Linked DNA regions of Mus musculus: region 1 is linked to region 2. A link is a contact called in public HiChIP or PLAC-seq data. All regions are on one chromosome and are shown on one strand. The core of a region is the stretch at or near the end of the contact, and the rest is flanking DNA. Distances in the headings are between cores, read along the strand shown.

What was found. HiChIP or PLAC-seq counts read pairs in DNA pulled down with a chosen protein or histone mark.
Region 1: a contact with region 2 is called in an H3K4me3 HiChIP or PLAC-seq map of bone marrow-derived macrophages, with 4 times the contacts expected there. The contact joins two enhancer-like sites. A contact is called at or near these places in 6 of 484 Hi-C or Micro-C datasets (cerebellar granule neurons, cerebral cortex, cortical neurons and 2 more) and 5 of 115 datasets of contacts at active chromatin or transcription factors (bone marrow-derived dendritic cells, bone marrow-derived macrophages and embryonic stem cells).

What each region holds. Positions count from the first base shown.
Region 1 is chr9:40,611,586-40,617,723 of GRCm38.p6, reverse strand. No RefSeq gene overlaps it. Among named protein-coding and RNA genes, the nearest start is that of Gm39319, 52 kb to the left of the region's middle. Within about 2 kb of position 1,698, at least 63 of the 459 cell types and tissues checked have an H3K27ac peak or open chromatin away from gene starts, as enhancers often do. A contact at or near this core is called in bone marrow-derived macrophages, cortical neurons and embryonic stem cells, where this site is marked.
Region 2 is chr9:40,239,643-40,245,297 of GRCm38.p6, reverse strand. No RefSeq gene overlaps it. Among named protein-coding and RNA genes, the nearest start is that of Scn3b, 27 kb to the left of the region's middle. Within about 2 kb of position 3,642, at least 115 of the 459 cell types and tissues checked have an H3K27ac peak or open chromatin away from gene starts, as enhancers often do. A contact at or near this core is called in bone marrow-derived macrophages, cortical neurons and embryonic stem cells, where this site is marked.

The sequences.
Region 1 (6,138 bases), core at 449-2,948, 370 kb before region 2:
TTACTCAAGATTTATCCTGACCTCCTGGAGAGCTAGAGAGAGGTTTCCTGAATTTCAAAACCACATCCCGCCCTTCCGTTTCTGCCCACTTGAAACCAGACACAACCCACATTCCAGTCCGGTCCTCTGTCCCCGTCCGTCTGTACACCCATCACCCCCCCTCCCGCCCCCAGCCTCCTGCCCCCAGCCTCCCGCCCCCGGGGTGGAGGTAATGAAGCCACAGCAGGAAGAACGCTGGCAACTGAATGTGCAAATCTTGAGGAAAGTGAGCCACGTGGGCCAAGCCAGCTCAAGATGTAGACGTCTGCATTTATCCTTAAAATGTGTTTTAAATATTCCCCTCCCCATCCCATCTCCTCGGTAGCAGTAGCTATGTTCTGAGGCTTGCAAGGTGAAAAGGACGGGTGGATGTGAAGTGATTTCAAAGGAATAAAGTTCTCCGGCCGTAGTTTGTACAGGAGCCGTGCAGACATCCATTTTAATTATTGATGCGAAGCCCTGTCACTGGTGAGGAGGAAAGGGGCTTTCTTTTGTTGCACACGTTCTATGCACTGTGGTCCACACACCATTTAACCCTCACCATCCCGTGGATTGTGTTTCAGATCCTTCCCTAACAGCGGATCTGCAAGATTAAAGAATTAAGCCTGTATCTGGCTGCCTCCAGTTGCTGGTAATAGCCAGAAAATGTTGCTCATTATGCTTGTTTGCTCTGTGCTTTATTAAATATTATTTTATATGATTATGTAATTAAACTGTGATCCTCTGAAACCGGTCATTTTAAAAGCGGGGGAGGGGAGGGCAGCTGAACAAAGCTAATCAAAGAAATGCTTCATTTACATTAATCCTGCTGGGAGACTGTTCGGGTCATTTCTCTGAATACCCGGGTGACCTTGCTTAGCTTAGTGTAAACATTAGGCTGCTTCCCGTTATTAAACCTCTGCTAATTCAGGCTCCTGATGCAGAGCAAATGCGCTATTAATGATAAATGCAGCAATCACATAAAAGGCTCGCTATGGGATTATAAGAGCAGCCGGATTCAAGCTCCGGTTTCCAGTGTATCTCCGTATTACTGACCTAAGTTGATAAAGGAGAGGGTTTTAGGAGGATGGTTGCAGAGACCTGGCCTCTGAATTAGCTCTGTACTAGTGCCACCTAGTGGCCATGGTGGGCTCCAGCAGGTTCTTCATATTTCTAAGGGTTGGGCTCTGGGGCTCCGCCTTTCTTAGCTACCCAAACTGGTGTTTCTGTTCTGTTTTGTTTTTTGTTTTTTAAAACAAAGGCACTGGAGCTACTTGTGTGATAGAAGGTGTATGGCGCAGTCGTTTACTTCAAATTGATGCAAAAATTTAAGTACCTGAGATGGTGAGTTTGGAACCTTCGATCATTTTAGTATAGCTCAAGAATGCTGGCTCTCCTGCTCCTTTCCGACCCCTGATTCCTGAGGAACCCATCCGTACCCTTCTTCCACATCTTCCCACGACAGCGTCCTCAGTTGACACCACAGCCCAGAAGGAAAATGAGAAAGTCCAGTCGTTCCCCAGAACACTCACTCTGTCAATGGATTTTATTTTCTCTCTCCAGGTGTCTCTCAGCCACATGCCTGGCAGAGGCTGCTCAGAAATAATTCCTCAGCACTGCTCCTGAACGATGGGGGAACATCTGCAGTGTGCCGTGACTGACTAAGTGCAGAGAACACGCAGTTGGTTAGCTATACTTCCTCACTCAGAGAAAGACTAGAATGTGTGAGCAAGGAGACAGACTCCTCCTGCTACAATACACACCAAATGGGGTTGTCGTAACAGAGGGACAAGGGAGCCAGAGCAGGATCTGAAGTGGGGTTTGCCCTGGTTTTAACCCTGGATCTGTTACGTGTACAGTTGGAAAAATGATTGGTCACCGCAATTAGGAGTGAAAAGGGTGACACCGACTGTCAAGGCTCTGGTGTATCTTGGCATTACTGGGCTTGGTTGATAAAGGAGACTGATTTTTGGAAGGGAATGGCCATAGAAATCACCAGACCCTGAAAGACTACCGTTTTTGAATATTACTGAAAGACGTGCTCAGAGTGTATCCAAACCAAAGCACCTCCCAACAGTGATGTTCATGTTCAAGTCAGGAAACTAGAAAAAATGCCGATAACATGTATTTGTATATGTCTGTAGTATGTATGAATGGTGCGTGCACATGGTGTCTGGGTATGCATGCTCAAGCCTGTGCATTTGGGGCCAGAGCCGGACATAAGGGGTCTTCTTCTATAACTCTTGGCCTTATTGAGTTGAATCAGGGTCTGTCCCTGAACCTGAAGCTCACTATTTTGCTTAGTCTGGCTGGCCGGCCAGCTCTTACAATCTTTCTATCTTTGCCCCTTAATGCTAAGTTTACAAGCATGTGTTGCCTTGCCCAGGGTGCTGGGGATTTGAATTCAGGTCCTCATGTTTGCAGAGCAAGTGCTCTTACCTACTGGGCCATCTCCCCAGTCCAATAACAGCAATATTAACTGTATAAAGCTCCACATATATGCCGGCCAGAGTAGTATGTTTCCTCGCTCACTGTGATGATAAAATACCAACAAAGAAATTTAAAGCAGGGAGGGTATAACCCATCATGGTGGGGGAGTCCTGGTGATAGGGGTTCGAGGCCTGTTGCATCTGAAGCTTGGAAACAGCATGCTGAAGGCTGCAGCAGCTCGGCTCACTCTTTTCCTTTATCTGCAGCCTGGCGTCCTGGCCTGTGGAGTGGTGCCGCTCACACTGACGGTGGGCTTTCTACACCAATTAACCCATCTTGACACTCCCTGCCTGGGGTCCTGGCCTGTGGAGTGGTGCTGCCTACAGTTAGTTAGACTTTCTACATCAATTAACCCATCTTGACACTCCCTGATAGACACTCACAGAGGTTTGTCTCCTAGGTGGCTCTAACTAATCACATGTGTTTTCATTTTAGTTCAGCATCTGGTGATATAAGACTTCTTAATACACAGGAAATATGAGTCAATTTGGGTTTATATAAGCTGAGAGTAGTTACTCTTGCTATAAAACAAGAGTAATGTTATACACACTCCTCTCCTGATATTTATAAAAGTCGTATCAGTATCTTTACAGATACTGATTCTTATAATCTGGGGACCTATAGAAAGGCACGTCAATCAAACTTTACGCTTAACGCCTGGAGTGTGTGTGTCTGGATTTCCTGATCATGGTAAGCTACTTTTATGAGGCTCTGTGAATGAAAGAAAAACCCTAGCTAAACAGCTGCTGTCTTTCTTTGCCACATAAACCATTCTACGATGTGCCTTGTGATACTGAACCTGGGTCTCATTTCTCCTTTGTTACAGGGACACCAAAGGAGGACGGGAAGCCAAGAGGAGGGAGTTAAGAATCTTCGCATTCTTGTTGCCTGCTATTTCTGTCCCTGTTGATGCAACAGCAGTTCTTTAAGTAGCAGCAGCAGGTCATTTGGGTATCTCCCACACTCCCTGCACCAGCTGCCAGGTGCCTCTGCTGCAAGATGCACCTGCTGTGCATGCGCACACTGTAGTTCTCAGGAAGCTATGGCTCTGCCCTCTGCACACCCAGCCTCTTAAGGCTCAGGCCCCGTTTCCCTTTTGCTTCTGTATTTTTATGTGAGCAACCAGGCAAGACCACTCATTACATATTTGGAAGCGTTTTGCCCTTTGAAAGCAGGCAAGTGGTTTAAAAACTTTCAATACATTTATTTGTGACAATGTGTATGTGCAAGCTTGTGTGTGAGCGCATGTGTGTGTGTCACAGGATACACGTAGAGGCCAGAGGATGGATTACAGGAGTGGGTTTTTGCCTCCCACTGCGTGGGGCATGAGAACTGAGCTCAGGTCACTGGGCCTGGTGGTTAGGGTCTTTCTGCTGAGACATCCCGCTAGCCTGATAACTTCAAGTTCTGGTAGTTTCCTGTACATCTCTTGTTCCCGCTTTTCCACTAAATCTGAAAGCAGAATATCCTAAAGAAAAGCCTCAGACCTCCTCTACTATAGTGATGGGTGTGAGGAAGTATCCCTTTCCTTCTTTCTCTTGATTTTCTACCCAAATCCAAGAGGTCCCCAGAGAACTTTCTGGCCCTTTCCCTTAAAGGTGCTAAGGGAGGCTAGGACAGGAGTCTCCTTGCATCTCACCTTAGCTCTTCCTATTCTATACTGCCACTCTCCAGTGGGATTGTGAGGCAGAAGATTTGGCCCATCCCACTTAGGGAGGAACAGCTCTTGTTTACATCCATTCAGAGCAACCAAAGACAAAGACAAAACCAGGCATTTGGCAAGCCAAGCTGATCAAACATGATCCCTGCCCTAGAGCAGGCTTTATCTAGTAACGGCAAGTCATTGCACAAGTCTGAGCCCAAGCCTAAATACTTTTATCATGCAGTCAATCATTTGAGTCTAATGCCATCTGTGAAGGTCTGCGGAGGCTGCTTGAGAGGATATATAACAACTGAGAGGCACCCCAGACACATCAGCATGTGTTGGGTGGCGCAAAGTTGCCTGAGAACTTTTGTGTGTAGGACTGTACGGGGAGGTCCATAAAGCTAGGGCAGAAGGCTAGGCACACTGGGTAACTGAGGTAGAACCCAGAGACCATGGGAAGCTGGCAGGGATGAGGTCCATCTGCAGCAGAAACAGCTCATACCAGCAGTTGTGTGAGAGAGCTGGCAAAGATCTGAGACAGGAGAGTGGCTACAAGCTGGTGTAATACTAGCTGGTGGCTCCAAAGATGTGTAAGAGATTTTCTAGTGCTTTCTGAGCCAAACAGTGATTCAAAGCAGTGGGTGCAAATGAATAAAGCCTGTGGCCAAGTTTCTTCTTGGAATATCACATCCAGCAGAGGCACTGGGTTCTACCTGGGATGACTGTGTTGCAAGGAGAGCTGAAGTATCCGGGGGACCATAGGAAGGACCAATGGGCAGGCAGTAAGGATGTGTGTGTGTGTGTGTGTGTGTGTGTGTGTGTGTGTGTGTGTGTGTGTGTTTGTGTGTGTTTCACAGTTTGGAGTGTGCCACATGGCAGTGTCTGAGTGTCATTCCCTAGGCTACTGAGAACTGGTATTGATCTGGAAGGACATGATGCGAGGCCATGGGTCATGAAGTCTAATCCAGCAGCTGTGTGTAGGAGGCATCGGAGCAGGAAGGAGGTTGTGTCAGTTGTTTTCTTGTTGCTACGACAAACAGCTGCCAAGAAACATCTTAAGAAAGGAAGGACTTATTTTGGTTATAGTTTGAGTTCTTTAAGGCCAGGAAGCCGTCATGGCAGAAACATGAGAGAGGTGTCACACAGCAGACCTAAAGCCTCAAGGCCTTCCCACAGTGACTCATTTCCTCCAGTGAGGATCCTACTTCTTGAGGGTTCTGTGACCTTCTGAAATAACACTGAAGAGGTCAACTAACTAAAAACTGTTGGAAAATTCCACCAGGCACCCCTTCCCTCCTGGAATACGTAGGCCATAAGGGAGAGGTTGATTTAACCCCCCCCCCCCCACTACCTCATTCCCTAAAGACCAGTTTAAAGGAAGCACTGTTCTGCCAATCATATTGTGCCTAGTTGCTGATGCTCTATTCTGCCCCTGGAAACTGTATAAAAACTCGCACTAACGGCCACCAGGGGTTGCTGCCTCTCCTTCGGGTGCAGAACAACCCCAGCATGCTAAAACAATAAATTCCTCTTGCTTTTGCATTGATCCTAGGCCCTGCATGGTTCACTCAGAGGTTTTCCCAGTAGCTAAGGCTCGTCAGAGTCTTACAACACTACTTACTGGGTTCCAAGAGGTCAAACACTTGACCCCGTGGGAACATTTTCTATTCAAGGCACAGCAGGAGCCCCACAGTGAAGCCAGAGTATGGGGCAGCAAAACAAGGGACAGAACCAACACATTGATTGGCATTAAAATGTGTGGGGGTGGGCAACTGGACGATGTGCAGGGAGTGAGTGACTTTGGAGCACTCAACCCTAAATGGGATGTCTTTCCCAAGCTCCTCCCCCTAAAGCTCAGTCATCTAGGCAGGAGAGGAGGAGGAAAGATTATATAAGACCCAGAGGTGATGTGTGACTCCAAGGAAAGAGAGTCTTCCTGACACAACAGAACTCATTGAGCTGTGACAGCACACACAGGACCAGCA
Region 2 (5,655 bases), core at 2,393-4,892:
CCTTCAGTCTAATACAGGAACTCTGTGCCTTTTGGGTCATCACATTTACCCCAGAGCCCAACTCCATGTGACACCATTTGAGTGACTTCCCTGCCTCCTCTGTTTTCTCTTCCCTTTTTCCTTTCTTTCCATCCTCCTCTTTCTCCCTGCTCCATTGTGTCCCCCCCCCCCCCGCAGTCATGAGAATTAAACTCAAGGCTTCATATATGTTGAACATGCACTCTTGCTCAGCGACACTCTCAGCTCTGTCTTAATCAATGAATTCTTTGCTGAAGGAAATGTTTAGTGTATTCATTTTTGAGAATTCTGTATGTTAGTACTATGTTTACATCTTTCTCACTTGATCCTCTCCCTTCCAACTCCTCTCATGTCCCTTGTTAAACTCACGACTTCTTATTATTGTTAGAAGTTTGTGTGTGTGTGTGTGTGTGTGTCTGTGTGTTGTGTGTGTCCGTGTGTGTTTTAGGGTTAGCCATTTGAGGTTGGATAACCTATCAGGAGGCTTGTTCCTGGAGGAGGCTGATTCTCCTTTTTTAGCATCCATTAATTGCCTGTAGCTCTTCATAGAAATCAGGATAGGTGAGGCCCAGGCTGATCAGGGACTTTCTTTTTGAGGTATGGAGAAAGAACTTAGTTCCTTGCCTAAACCAGGCACATGTTTAGAAAGGCTTGGGGCCAGGGTCTTGGGGAAGCTTCTGTTCTCCAGATCCTGAGAACTCAACCCTACTTCCCAGCTTGAAGGGCTGTGGTTATCAGTCCCAAGGTCACTGAGCTCTTGGTCTGAGCTGCACTTGAGCTATCCTGTGCTGCCTTAGTGCAACCTTGCTTGATTAGGTCTCTGGGACTTCATGATTGCATGATAGCTATTTGCTTACTCTGTTTCATTCCTATATCTGAAAACTGTATATAAGTTTTTCCTAAATCAGTCCACAATCAAGAAAATGCCTCACAGGCCAATCTGGTGGGTATGTTTTTCTCAATTGAGGTTTTTCTCTTCTCAAATGACTTTAGCTTGTGTCAAGTTGACATAAAACCAAACAGCACATACTCTGCAGAATACCGATATCTACAAGGGTGATCTAAAATCTACCAGTGAAACCAACAAAAACAAAAGCCAAACAACAAAAACTAGTGTTGTCTTCCATCCTTGAATACTGTATTCTTCCTCAAACATCCAGGCTCTTCCTGAGACTTGTAACTATGCAGTAAGCTTTTGTAGGCAAGTTATTCAGGGTTTATGGGAAGGGTCTTATCCAGGTATAGAGAAGACAGCTGTGGACTGAAGAGAGAGAAAGGGGGAGGGGGGAGGATGGGAGGGAGAATGGAGGAAAACGAGAAAAAAGATGGAAGGGAGGAAGGAAACCAAGAGGGTACTGACCCTATGTAAAGATCCTAAGTCCTCCTTTGTAGCTATACTTGATCGCAAAAACATCAGATGTGGTTAGAGATGACAAAAACATTCACAGAAAAATGGAATTCCCCCAGGGTAAAAGCACCTTATATAATAAGATGACAGAAAATGATCCTCAGCGATAAGTGGAAAGGCTATGACCACAAATCAAGTGCAGCATTTTCCATGGTACTGGGAATTCGGAAGTAGGTGACATTGCAGCTCAGCATAAGATCTAGAGCTGAATTTCTAGCTTTTCCCTCTCATTGATACTGTTTGTATTCTTGGGCTAGTGACTACCATTTCCTGGGCTGATGTCTTCTGACAGCTTGTCACTGTTTTACACATGATTCTTTGATCCATCCGTTTCAAACATTCATTGAGTTAATAAATCAATCATCAGACACCTATGGAGCATGTGCAGTATGCCAGGCACTCTTCTTGGCTCTAATGGCAAAGCAGTGTGTATGACAATCTGCCCTCATTCGGGCGCGATGGTGCCCACCTATGGCCAACACTCAGAAGGCAGAGGGAGGAGAATTGCAAGTCTGAGGACAGCCTGGGCTACATGGCAAGACTTGACCTCATTCCTACCCTTGAAAAGCACAAGTAAATGATTAAAAACGATCATCTTCGTTACTAGGGATACACCCTAGTGAGGGTAGCATGTATGCTTTAAATCCTTCACAGTCCTAATGATGCAAACATTGCAGGGATTGTGTAAGTTATAAGAGACCTGTGTTCTAGTCTCAGTTGTAAATCTGAGTTATCATCTCTCTTTGTATTCAAAGATGCATTCAGCCCAGGAATATTGAAAAGACAATATATTCCAAATCAGATACTGAATCCTGAAGAGAAAAAAGTATCTCAAAAGTGAGCTGCCCCCCCCCCCCCACAAAGCTTTAATCTGCAGGATTTATTTATTTATTTATTTATTTATTTATTTATTTATTTATTTATGTGTTTCTCTGCCTGTCTGACTTTATGTATCTGTGTGTGAAATGTTCTTAGCTGGGTTCCTTTTTTTTTTTTTCGAGACAGGGTTTCCCTGTATAGCCCTGGCTGTCCTGGAACTCACTCTGTAGACCAGGCTGGCCTCGAACTCAGAAATCCGCCTGCCTCTGCCTCCCGAGTGCTGGGATTAAAGGTGTGCGCCACCACGCCCGACAGCTGGGTTCCTTTTAAGCCTGCAGTGTGCTGTCATTGGACAAGAAATGCACATGTTGGTCACATGAAGCCAGCTCAGACACAATACACGCAACTGGTGCCCTTAGCTATACCTGGCCTTCCAGGCCATGCCCAAGAAAGTATCAGTAAAGATCAGGATTTTGGGAGTCAAAAGAGCATTACTGTTGTGTATTTGGACATGAATCTGTTTGGGGGAACACTTCATAATTGTGGGTTACAGGGAATCTTGAAGGAGGGGAGGGAGGGGTAATGCTTTGTTTGGTCTGTGTACCACACCCCCATTCTCATCTTAGAGTGGATGGTCCGTTTTAGTTCCTGCTTGTTGTCACATTATAAGGGGGAGGTGCTTTTTCTCCTGAAAGAGTTTCCATGGCAACCTCATCCAGCAGGCAAAGAACAGCAGCTCTCTTAGCTTCAGCTCAAAGGTTGAGAGATAAAAATATACTCTCATTAATCCAGGATCCATGTATGGTTAGGACAGGAATTACCTGAAAGTGTCAAACCAGCTGGGGTGAAATTTGATATTTTCTTGCATTTCTTAAGACACACAACAGACCACCAAAGAAAGAGCTGGTGCTCTGCCTTCAGCCCAGCTCCTTGGGAAGCAAGGCTGCTTCCGTGAGGCTGGATTTGGCTGTTAGCGTTTCTCTCCGAAGATCTCTCCCCTGCACTTTCATATTGCAAAAGATCCTGTGACCTGGGCGCCAACATGGCTGGATAGGAAAGCACAGAGTACAAATGCTAGTTCAGGGTTGATTATTATACCCTCACAACTCGAAATCAACCGTTTAGCCACAAGCTTCACGACACCTCCGCGTTTCTTTTCTTTCTTTCTTTTTTTTAAGCTTTAAAACTCTACCTTCCCCGATGAACGCCCAAGTGAACAGTGAGGCTTAAATGAGGGCATAAATATGGAACATTTTTCCGGACGTGGGAAAGCTGTGCTAATGTACACGGCGAGGAAGACTATGATTAATGTGCTCGAGCCTGCTAAGGGAGGGTGTGTGGGAACAGGCAGTGCCGCTCTCCCTTCTGGGTGGGAGGGGAAGCCGTGCTCCCTCAGCAAAGGGACATTCGCTCTCAAACGGGCCACGCCCACAAGGTAGAGCTTCCATCCCCCACCCCCACTAGAAGTGCAGTCTCTGCCTTAAATCCAGAATAAATTCCCCCTTCATTCCACCCACCCACCCACACAGATGTGTTCCCTACTTCCCATGTGGCACCCTCAGATCTACCCCAGCCTGCCTGTCTGCTGCTGGCTTTGTGCTGGGCCTGTGCTCCCGCAAGGACATCACTCCGTTCCTTGAGCTGTGAGGCTCCCTTTCTTTCTCAGGCATTGTTAACTTTTCTCCAGCAGGCTCTAGTGCTGCGGTCTACTTCTCTCTGTTGCTGCAGCTGCTTCCCCCTTGGAGTGTGCATTTCTTGCTCCACCCAACCAATCTCAGCGCACTACAATGACCCTTGCCAGCGACTAACCCTCAGGAAGAAGTCTTTAACATCTTGGGAGATACCTTAGTTTTAACATTTTTATGTCAAGGTGGAGAGATGGTTCAGCGGGCAAAAGCTTACCAGGAAAGCCCGACCACTTGAGTTCAATGCAGGGAGCCCGGGACCGGGAAGGAGAAGATCAACTCTTGAAAGTTGTCCTCAGACTTCCACACACTCAGAGCACACGATCACACTCACAAGCACCATTCACACAACAACAGATTTTAAAAATCCCTCTTAATTTGGCCTTCAGTTTCCCTAACCTTTAAAAAACAATTGTCAGTTCTCCTGACTACAAATACTGAGTCTGTGCCGTCTTTACCGGACTCCCAGTGGGAACATCTTGGAGACTCAGAAGTCTGGCCTTGGTGCCCGTGTGAACTACACTATGAACCCCCCCCCCATTCACTTGTCTTCATTTCTTCTTTCAGTGTTGAGAAATAAACCTAAGTGTGTGTGTGTGTGTGTGTGTGCGCGCGCGCGCGCGCATGCATGTATGTGTGCACTTGCCCATGTATGCATGTGCAGAGGTTGAGCAATTCTGGGTTAAAATTTTGGAAATGAGTGGGTAGATGCTTATGGTATCTACAGGCTCACCCTCCCTTTTGTTGGGTATTTCAGCTAAGGTCATCCCCCGTTGGGTTCTGGGAACATTTTGCTTTCCTGGAATTTTGGAACTTTCTGGTGGTTACTCCCTGTTCCCCGCCCTCTATTGCTATGCACCTCTGTTCTATTTCCTGACCCTCAGTATATCGCCCCCGACTGCTGCCATACCTGATTCTGCTCTCCCTTTCCCCTCCCCCTCCTCCTTTCCTCCCAAGTCCCTCCCACCCTCTACCTCCCGGGAGTATTTTATTCCTCCTTCTAAGAAGGACTGAAGCATCCAAACTACAGGTATCCTTCTTCTTGAGCTTCATATATGGTCTGTGAGTTGTATCATGGGTTTTCTGAGCTTTTTCCCTAATATCCACTTATCAGTGAGTGACTGAGCCAGCTCAGTTGGTCAACAGGTTCTCCCAGGCAGGGGCAAAGGATTAAAAAGAAAAAGGACAATTAGACAACACTGTAGCATGACCCCAGCCAGTTCTGAGGCTGAAGCGGGTTTATTATTTTTCCAGTCTGCTTTTATACCATTTTTGTACACACAAAATAATAAGATCAGTTCTAGGTCAAGAAAAAAGCAAGGCAGTAAACAAAATCCTGTAAACAAAAGGAATGCCACATGTGCCTTGGCTGAGTCGGCTCTGAGATTTGCATTAATTCAAATGTAAATGTTCTTAGTCCGAGCCTTTTTCTTGAGTCCTAGCTCAAAGTCAGATTCCCTCCTTAAGCTCTCTTCCTTGTCCTGGCCAGAGGTCAATTTCCCTCCAAGTTTCTAGAAGTGGCCTCCAAAAGCTCTCCACAGTGAGTACATATCATGTGTGTTCTTTTGTGACTGGGTTACCTCACTCGGGATGATATTTTCTAGCTCCATCCATTTATTTGCCTTCGAATTTCATGAAGTCATTGTTTTTAAATTGCTGAGTAATTTACACTGTGTACCACATTTTCTGTATCCGTTCCTTTGCTGAAAAATATCTGGGTTGTTT